Linked DNA regions of Sus scrofa: region 1 is linked to region 2. Evidence: chromatin contacts called from public HiChIP or PLAC-seq data. All regions are on one chromosome and are shown on one strand. The core of a region is the stretch at or near the end of the contact, and the rest is flanking DNA. Distances in the headings are between cores, read along the strand shown.

Evidence for each region. HiChIP or PLAC-seq counts read pairs in DNA pulled down with a chosen protein or histone mark.
Region 1: an H3K27ac HiChIP or PLAC-seq map of alveolar macrophages shows a contact between it and region 2. The contact joins the promoter of FAM174A here to the promoter of ST8SIA4 in region 2. A contact is called at or near these places in 10 of 47 Hi-C or Micro-C datasets (alveolar macrophages, blood, brain and 6 more) and 2 of 2 datasets of contacts at active chromatin or transcription factors (alveolar macrophages and skeletal muscle).

The regions. Positions count from the first base shown.
Region 1 is chr2:106,553,978-106,557,814 of Sscrofa11.1, reverse strand. It overlaps FAM174A (membrane protein FAM174A), which reads right to left and starts at 2,573. Exons shown (of 3, transcript XM_003123804.4): 1 at 1,891-2,573. The coding sequence starts at 2,327.
Region 2 is chr2:106,843,581-106,847,283 of Sscrofa11.1, reverse strand. It overlaps ST8SIA4 (ST8 alpha-N-acetyl-neuraminide alpha-2,8-sialyltransferase 4), which reads left to right and starts at 1,478. Exons shown (of 13, transcript NM_001037322.1): 1 at 1,478-1,879. The coding sequence starts at 1,767.

The sequences.
Region 1 (3,837 bases), core at 1,324-3,823, 290 kb after region 2:
TACATGTAAGGATAACCTGACCCCCTTGCTGTACAGTGGGAAAAAAAAAAATATGGTAGATACTGGTGTTTTTTCTTTTTTGATAGTAATAGCAAAACTCAACATGAGGTGGTTTCTTAAAAGTTAGTCGCACTGTGGAATTTGAAACTACATCAATGAATTTGAACCTATAAACCTATAAGAGAATATATTACTTTGAAAATAATTCTTACAGATCCCAGGAAGAGGGCTCAGAGAGCCCTCATACCCTCCAGGGTTCCCTGGACCACATGTCAAGAACCACTGGTTTACATAGTACTTTTAAAATTAGTTATTTAAGCCAAGGGATGTTGGTTTTCCTTTCACAAGATAATAAATAGATGTTTAAAATGAAACTTTCAATTTAAATCTATTTTAAAATATATATGAAATAGTACAGGTAGGCAATCATATTAAAAAATGTGAATTATTTTCTAAAACAATAAACCTCTGCATTCCTGTAAACCTACACTCTATAAAGGAGGAAACTAGACAATGTTTCCTCAGCTCTTCTCTTGGTTGGGTCTTCTAACACTGAGGTCTTGACTTCGCATGTCAACCCTTCAAAAAGGTGGTCCCCAATTAACCTAAAGAGGCTTTATAATAGATTTTCCAAATCAGTCTTATTACATAGAATATTTTAAAATGATTGGTGCCATAATATAACTTCACTTCAGTAACAATGGAATGTGTCAAGTAGAGCTGCTTATAACAATAACAATATCACTAATAGGAATTTTTAATTCCTTTTCTACTTGATAAGGCATTAAGGGGAGTAGAAAAATAAGTGACAGTCATCTACATTTATTCATAACCTGGTACAACATAATAACCTGGTTTACTTAATCAAAAGGTTGATCATAGGTTAAGATATAGAAACTGTGCTAATGGAAAAAAAAAATTCAAACAAAGCAAACAGTGGATTGTACAATCACAGAAGATTATTAGATCCCTCAGGACACCAGTTAAATCACTTTACCCTTCTGGGTCAGTTTCATCATATGTAAAGTGAAAGATGTCATTAAGTGTCCATATCTGTATGGAATCTGAAATTCAGATAATTCTACAATCTAACATTCTGTAGTAGGAATAGGCTCAAAAATACTCATTTTGAAAATTAAACTTCTGAATGATTTGGGATTGCTATTTATAGATGACTTCATTTTAGAAAGGTTTTTTTGTGTGTGAAATATCAAATTTACTAATTTGATTTACTAATTCAAATTTTTGTAAATTTAAAATCAGATATACTTAGTTTTGTTAGGATATTAAGCATACGTTCCAATATTAAAACTAGATCATATTTATGACATTTTTTTCCCCTTTGATGCATAGGTAACAGTTTTCCATCTTATCATGCAACTAGTAACACTTCGCTTTGGATTACTTTGTGGCATGCAAAATGAATACCTAGATGTTTCTAATAGTGACTATGACAAAGTCATATCAGTGACTATTAGTCACTATTAGTGACTGTCATACCAAATTTTCACTTTCCCAGATCAAAAAAGGTGGAATGTATAAAACTTCATATGGTACAAGAAAATTATTAAGGTGACGGATTAAAAGCCAACACTAAGAAACTGCTGCTAAAAGAACTTTTCTTCTTTTACATTTTATAAAATACTATAATAAGATCATTCCGTATTACCATTCAGTTACTCATATAAATATTGATTTAGAAATTGGGTACTAATTTATAATTTATAAATGAAAGAGAGAAACACTTGGTGGTCTAAATTCTCCCAAAGGTACCACAGGTTTTTAAGACAGTTATCACAGGTCTGCACCCATGATACTGGGGGCGGGGAGAGGGCAATGCCAGGTCACTCACTGGGCCTGCAAAGGAGGCTCATCGAGGCTTCGCCTCACCTGACCGTCCTGACGACGAAGTACACCAGCACCGCACCACTCACCACCATCAACACGGTCAGGGCCCGCTGGGTCATGGGCTTGTCGCTGGGGTTAGGGCTCACAGCAAGGACGCCACCCACTGAGCCTTCTTCCCCCGCCTTCCCGCCTGGGTCGGCAGCAAGCTCCGCCCCAGGAAAGCTGCCATTGCCGCCCTCTGCGCCCCGTGGTCCTGTGGCTTCGGCCTGAGCGCGGCCTGGGGACTGGGGAGCTGTGGGGCCAGGTGGCAGAGGTTGCAGGGTCCTCGGCCCACGGTCTGGAGGCCCGGGATCCTGCGCGGCCTCAGCCGCCTGCAGCAGCACCGCCAAAGGCCCTCTCAACTCTGGCAGTAGTAGCAACAGCAGGAGGGCGGAGGCGAGGAGGTGGCTGAGGCAGCAGCGATAGTGCGTTGCCTTCATCGTCCCCGGACGGCCCTCTCACCACGTGGGAGCTTCGGGGCCCACCGCCCTGGCTCCAGGTGGGACCATGGGAGCAGCGAAGAACGAAGAAAGGGTGACCAAATCCCGGGCTAAGGCCCGCCGCAGCAGGTGGCACAGGCGGCAGCTGCTGCAGCTGCCGGGAGAACCGGAAGTTCGTACATCTCAGCAGCCCTGCTACTAGGGACGCTTTCGGTTGCTAACATGCCAGGGACGGCGCCTTTAGTGACGTCAGGCGCGCAAGGCCACTAGCGCAGGCACCCTGCCTGCGGGCCAGGGGAAACCCTCTGTGGTTGGTTCCCTAGTAACAAAGTAAACAAAAGAGAGTAGTGTAAAATGTGCAGCAACACTTTGCATGAAAATACTTTAAGAGATTGGAAGCTCCTAATTTGAGTTCGTTTGTGCAAAACTGCAGATATGCAGCTTATTGTTTATTAAGACCGCTTTGACGTTTCCCTCAGCTCAGGTACAAATTTTATACGGCTTTCTTCCTTAGAGCATTGATGTTAGAAAACTTGTAACTGTGCATTTATTTTCTGTGTTTTTGAAATATAAATCTTTAAAACGGTATTGGTGGTGTTAATATCCAGGGCTCTTTATTAAAGAATTAGGAGCCATCCTTTTGAAATGTCAACAAAGATAGCACTAGCTCCCAGTCTCTGTGGAAGGGTAGGAGCCTAATTTAGGGGGGCACCTTGTTCAGAGTTGTAGAACTATCTCCTGTCAGGAAGCTGAAAGAAAAATTTACTTTTCTCTTGGGTAATTTCATTTAGTAATCATAATTGGCCTGAGGTGCTCCCTGTTCTTAAATCTCTTAAGTTTTTTGTTACTTTTTGGTGAGTTGAGATCAGAGTCCTGGCCTCTCTCCTCTGTTGCAATAATGTTGAATAAAGTTTTCTTTGCCTGTTTAACGTTGACATCAGTGACGTGGAACTTTGATTTGAGCAGATGCAAACATACAAACAAAACACCAGACCAGAAGTTGAAGTTAGTATTTGTTTTTTAAAAAAATTATTCATTTAGCATTGTTCAGATATTTCACTCCTTGCTTAGCACTGTGTCTGAGTACTGAATAGTAGAGGAGTAGGACATGGTCCTTGCTCTTATAGCACTTAGGTTCAAATGGAGATAACACAATGAACAGTTGCATTCATTCTGAATTTGGAAGTGTGTCGTAAATAACAGGTATAGAATCTACAATAAAATTTTTCTAAAGGATTTTTGTAGATAAGGTGGACAGGATAGTGTCTTCTGCCTGCTTCAGGGTGACAGAGTAATGCAGTTGCTTCTGCAGTGTAGAATTACAAGGCCTCGGTGTCTTAATGCTGGGTTCTAGTGTGAGGAAATCCATTGGTGACACACCCCAATTTTAGCTTCCTACCTGGGCATTTTCAGTAATGAGGTGGCTCCTTGGGTTTCCTGTCTCCTTTATTAACAACCTTATTCAAAGCCATACATGGAATAGGGTTAGTATGTAATGCCACTTCCTTCT
Region 2 (3,703 bases), core at 229-2,728:
CTTGGGTTTTTAAGGAGAGGATTTGGCTATTATCCTTGTTATTTTAAGCTGTCAAAGGACTAGAAACTCAGAATAACCACCTTTTTCTCCCTCCAGCAGAGAGTTGATAGGGAGCCTCACCCTTACATTACTGGCTCAGGGAGGTGTAAACCTCAGGGGTCCACAGCTGCAGACACTGCTCAACCTGAAGGAACAAGTGATGTAATTTAGAGAATCTCTGTGAGGAAGGGGGAGGCAGAGAACTTGGGACCTGCTCAAATTGATGGGGGAAACTCCTGGCTTCCAGGCATTATTTCTCCTGAGCGGTGCCTCCATCAGCTCAGAGGTAAAAGTCAAACCAGGACTGGTACAACCCAGTGCAGCAAGCACTCTGGGTGAGGAGAGTGAGGACCATAGACATGGAGAGGTATTCTGATCAAGACTCTAAGACTGGGAAAGTGTCCCTCCCATTAAATACAGTAGAGGTAAAAAATAAAAACCAACCAACTAAGCAAACAGAAACAGGAGAGGGAAGAAGAGAGTGAGAATCAGATTAAAGACACATTGAGACTTTGTAGAACAGCTTGCTCCTCCTTCTTTCCTTCTTTCTTCCCTCCCTCCTTCCTTCCTGAGTATAGGTGTACTTGGGTTTAAAAACATGGTCCTGCTTTTCTCAGAATCCTCTCTCTCTTCAGTGAAGTTTAAGTAGGGTTGGAGTTTCCTTGACTCCTGAGTGAGGAGTTTCCAAATGGCAATGAATGAGAGTCACATAAATATCCACAAAGTTCCTAATGACACCTCTGTTATCACTTGTTTCCTGCAAGATTCTGAGTCGGGTGGTCATCCACCACCCACACCGAGTGGGCGATCGACTAATCCGCTCATGTGTGTATTTGTACTTTCCAGATTAAGCTGTGCACGGAATATAAAACGTTCTCCAACTCCTCCCCCCTCCCTCCCCCATTCATTCTACTTGGGAGGGCGCGCATTTGCGTGTGTGCACGCGCCTGTTTGTGCGAGTGTGTGTATATTTAGCAAAGACGCGTGGAAGAAGCTACACCTCTTGCTACCCACTCCAAGCTCTATCTGAGCAGGACGCGTCTCTGATCTGTCACCAGCAGAGGTATCCTCTCCACGCTGGTGCGGACGGACTATCTCGGTGCTTCCTTGTGCACAGAGCTAACGCTTTGGTGTCCCGAGAGAGCGACCTGACTTCCTCCTACTGCTCTTCCCACGGTATGCGAGTCCTGATGCGTGCGAGTGTGTGTGTGTGTATACACACGACTGTGAGCTTGTGAGCTTCCTCTCCCAGCACAGTGCAGACAGCGCCAGCGACGTTACTCTCCTAGCAGCAGCCAGCAACGCAAGGCAGCAGCAGCCTCCGCCCCCTCAGTCCCGTGATTGGCTGGTTTTGCTCATCATTTCCCTGCTAGAAAAAGGGAAGGGCCAGTGACGCCCCCGAACCCAGCTGCAGAAGCGGCCGCCACCTCCCATGCACAAGGTGTCTCTTCGGAAAAGAAACCTGAGCCCCAGGGAGGCGGCGCGGAGCGACCGGGGCAGGGCTGGCGGGAACCGCGAGGGAGTGCGCTGGGCACTGCTCGAGGACCAGCGGGAGCTCGGCTGGGCTGCAGAGGACCCTCGAGACCTGCCCCTGAGATCCCGGCTCCACGCTCTCCTCGCGTTTTACAGATTCCCCTTCCCCGTGACTACATCTCCCCAAAACGGAGCCTTTATATGAAGAGAAGGTGAGGGAGCTGGGGCAACCAGGACTTTCCCGGGCACCCAAGATGCGCTCCATTAGGAAGAGGTGGACGATCTGCACGATAAGTCTGCTCCTGATCTTTTATAAGACAAAAGAAATAGCAAGAACTGAGGAGCACCAGGAGACGCAACTCATCGGGTAAATGCAAAGCTTCATTTTAGGATATGTCAAAAAGTCAAGCCATAAATGAAATGTGAATATAGACGATAGAGTGAGGGTTGGGGTATTATGTGCGTTGGGGTCAGCTTCTGAATGTTTAGTCTCATGAATTAAATAACAAAGGCTGTGGTTGAGGTGTGTATGCTCTCTACGTGGGTTCCCAGTATGAGTTCAACTTGCCCTGTGCGGCGATAGTGACGGTTGTATTGGTGCTGCCAGGGCTCATAAGCCCAAGTCATTGCAGAAGTGTCAACAAAGAACGGGTGTCCTTGCCCTTTTAATCCCAAGGCAAAACTCAATCGAGATGTCTTTATTCACCATCTGATTGTCCTTCCTTCTTTCCTGCCCCATCACGGTAGGGAGATAACTAGAAAAAGCTGGCTTCCTGAAAGGCTGAAGTTAATTAAAGCCCAGAAAGCAGGAAATGTGTCTCTGTTTCTTTACAATTCTTTGGCGTTGGGTAGATCTGTGTATCATAATTCGAATTAGAAACTCCGACACAAGCAACCATACTTCCTTATTTGCTCTCCGTGGGTAAAACGCATGGGCGTCATGGTTACAGTTTTGGAAACTGGGAACTGTAGCTTCACACAGACTATATTTCTGCTCTTTCTTTAGTTTGTCTAGATGAGTTCAGACTCTTCCTCCACCTCAGTAAGTTCTCTAAATATCACACTTCCTTCCTCCCTCCCTTTGGCCTCTGTATCTTTGAAGTTTACCCAGGAGGTGGCTGTAACTCTGTGTTGCTTACATAGCTTGGAAGCGTTTTCTGAGGATGTGAACCCGGTTGTCAACTCTGTACAAAGTCCTGTTTCGGAAATCCTCCCTCATCCCGAGGCGTCCGCTATCGCCATCAGAAACTGCACGCTGGCAAAGATGACATTTATGAAAACGGGGATAGAACCCTTGCCATTGTGTTCTGGGGCGTGGGGGTGGGCAGAGGACTGCCAAAACGTGTGTGCGCGTACACACACACACACACACACACACAAACTTCAGGCACTCCATTTCTTAATATTCCTGCTCCTCCCTGAGTAATGAGAATTTAGGTGAGCAAGACTCTTAGCTCATCCTTACAGAAGAAATTGTTATTTTATAGATTAAGTTAAGACAATCGAAAGGGACTGGAAGAGAATGAAGAAGGTAATACGGTATGGGCTGGTTGATTGGTATGCATCAACAAATCTCTAAATGGTCTATTTTCGAGGGAAAATGCCAAACTGTATGAGGTCGTTAACACAGGGAGTGGGTGGGTTGAGAATTCAGCTTAGCTCGATTGTCAGAAAAGAAGGACTCTGGGTGGGGGAGTGGGCATACCCGGTAGATCTGTGCTTCCCAGGCAGACAAAGGGGTCTTTAGGAAGGTGGTGATCCGGCGCGTGGGGGAGAGGCGGAGGTTGGGGCGCGGGGGTCGAGGTTCTTTGTTCCCTTCTGGGCTAGTGGGCTCCTAAGATAAGCGCGAGCCAGGACAAAGCGGCCAAGCCTCGCCAGGACTCTTAGGTTCCGGCCCTTGGCTGGCAACCCTGGAGAGCGAGAGTGGGCGGGACGAGAGAGGCGAGAGGAGGCGCCACATGCGGCCGAGCTTCCCTAAACCGCTGGCCGGGAGGAGGAACGCACCCCCAGTCCTCCGGGGGAATTAACAGACTGGGATGCTCCCCATTTCCTGGGTAACAATTCTTCTGTGGCCTTTCCTGGACGCCAGCCGGCCGGTGGGCGCTGCCCCGGGCGTGGAGGAAGGAGGCGGGGCGCGGCAGCGATCGGGCTAGCCCGGCTAGGTTCCTCGCACCCTTTTCGGGCTGAACCA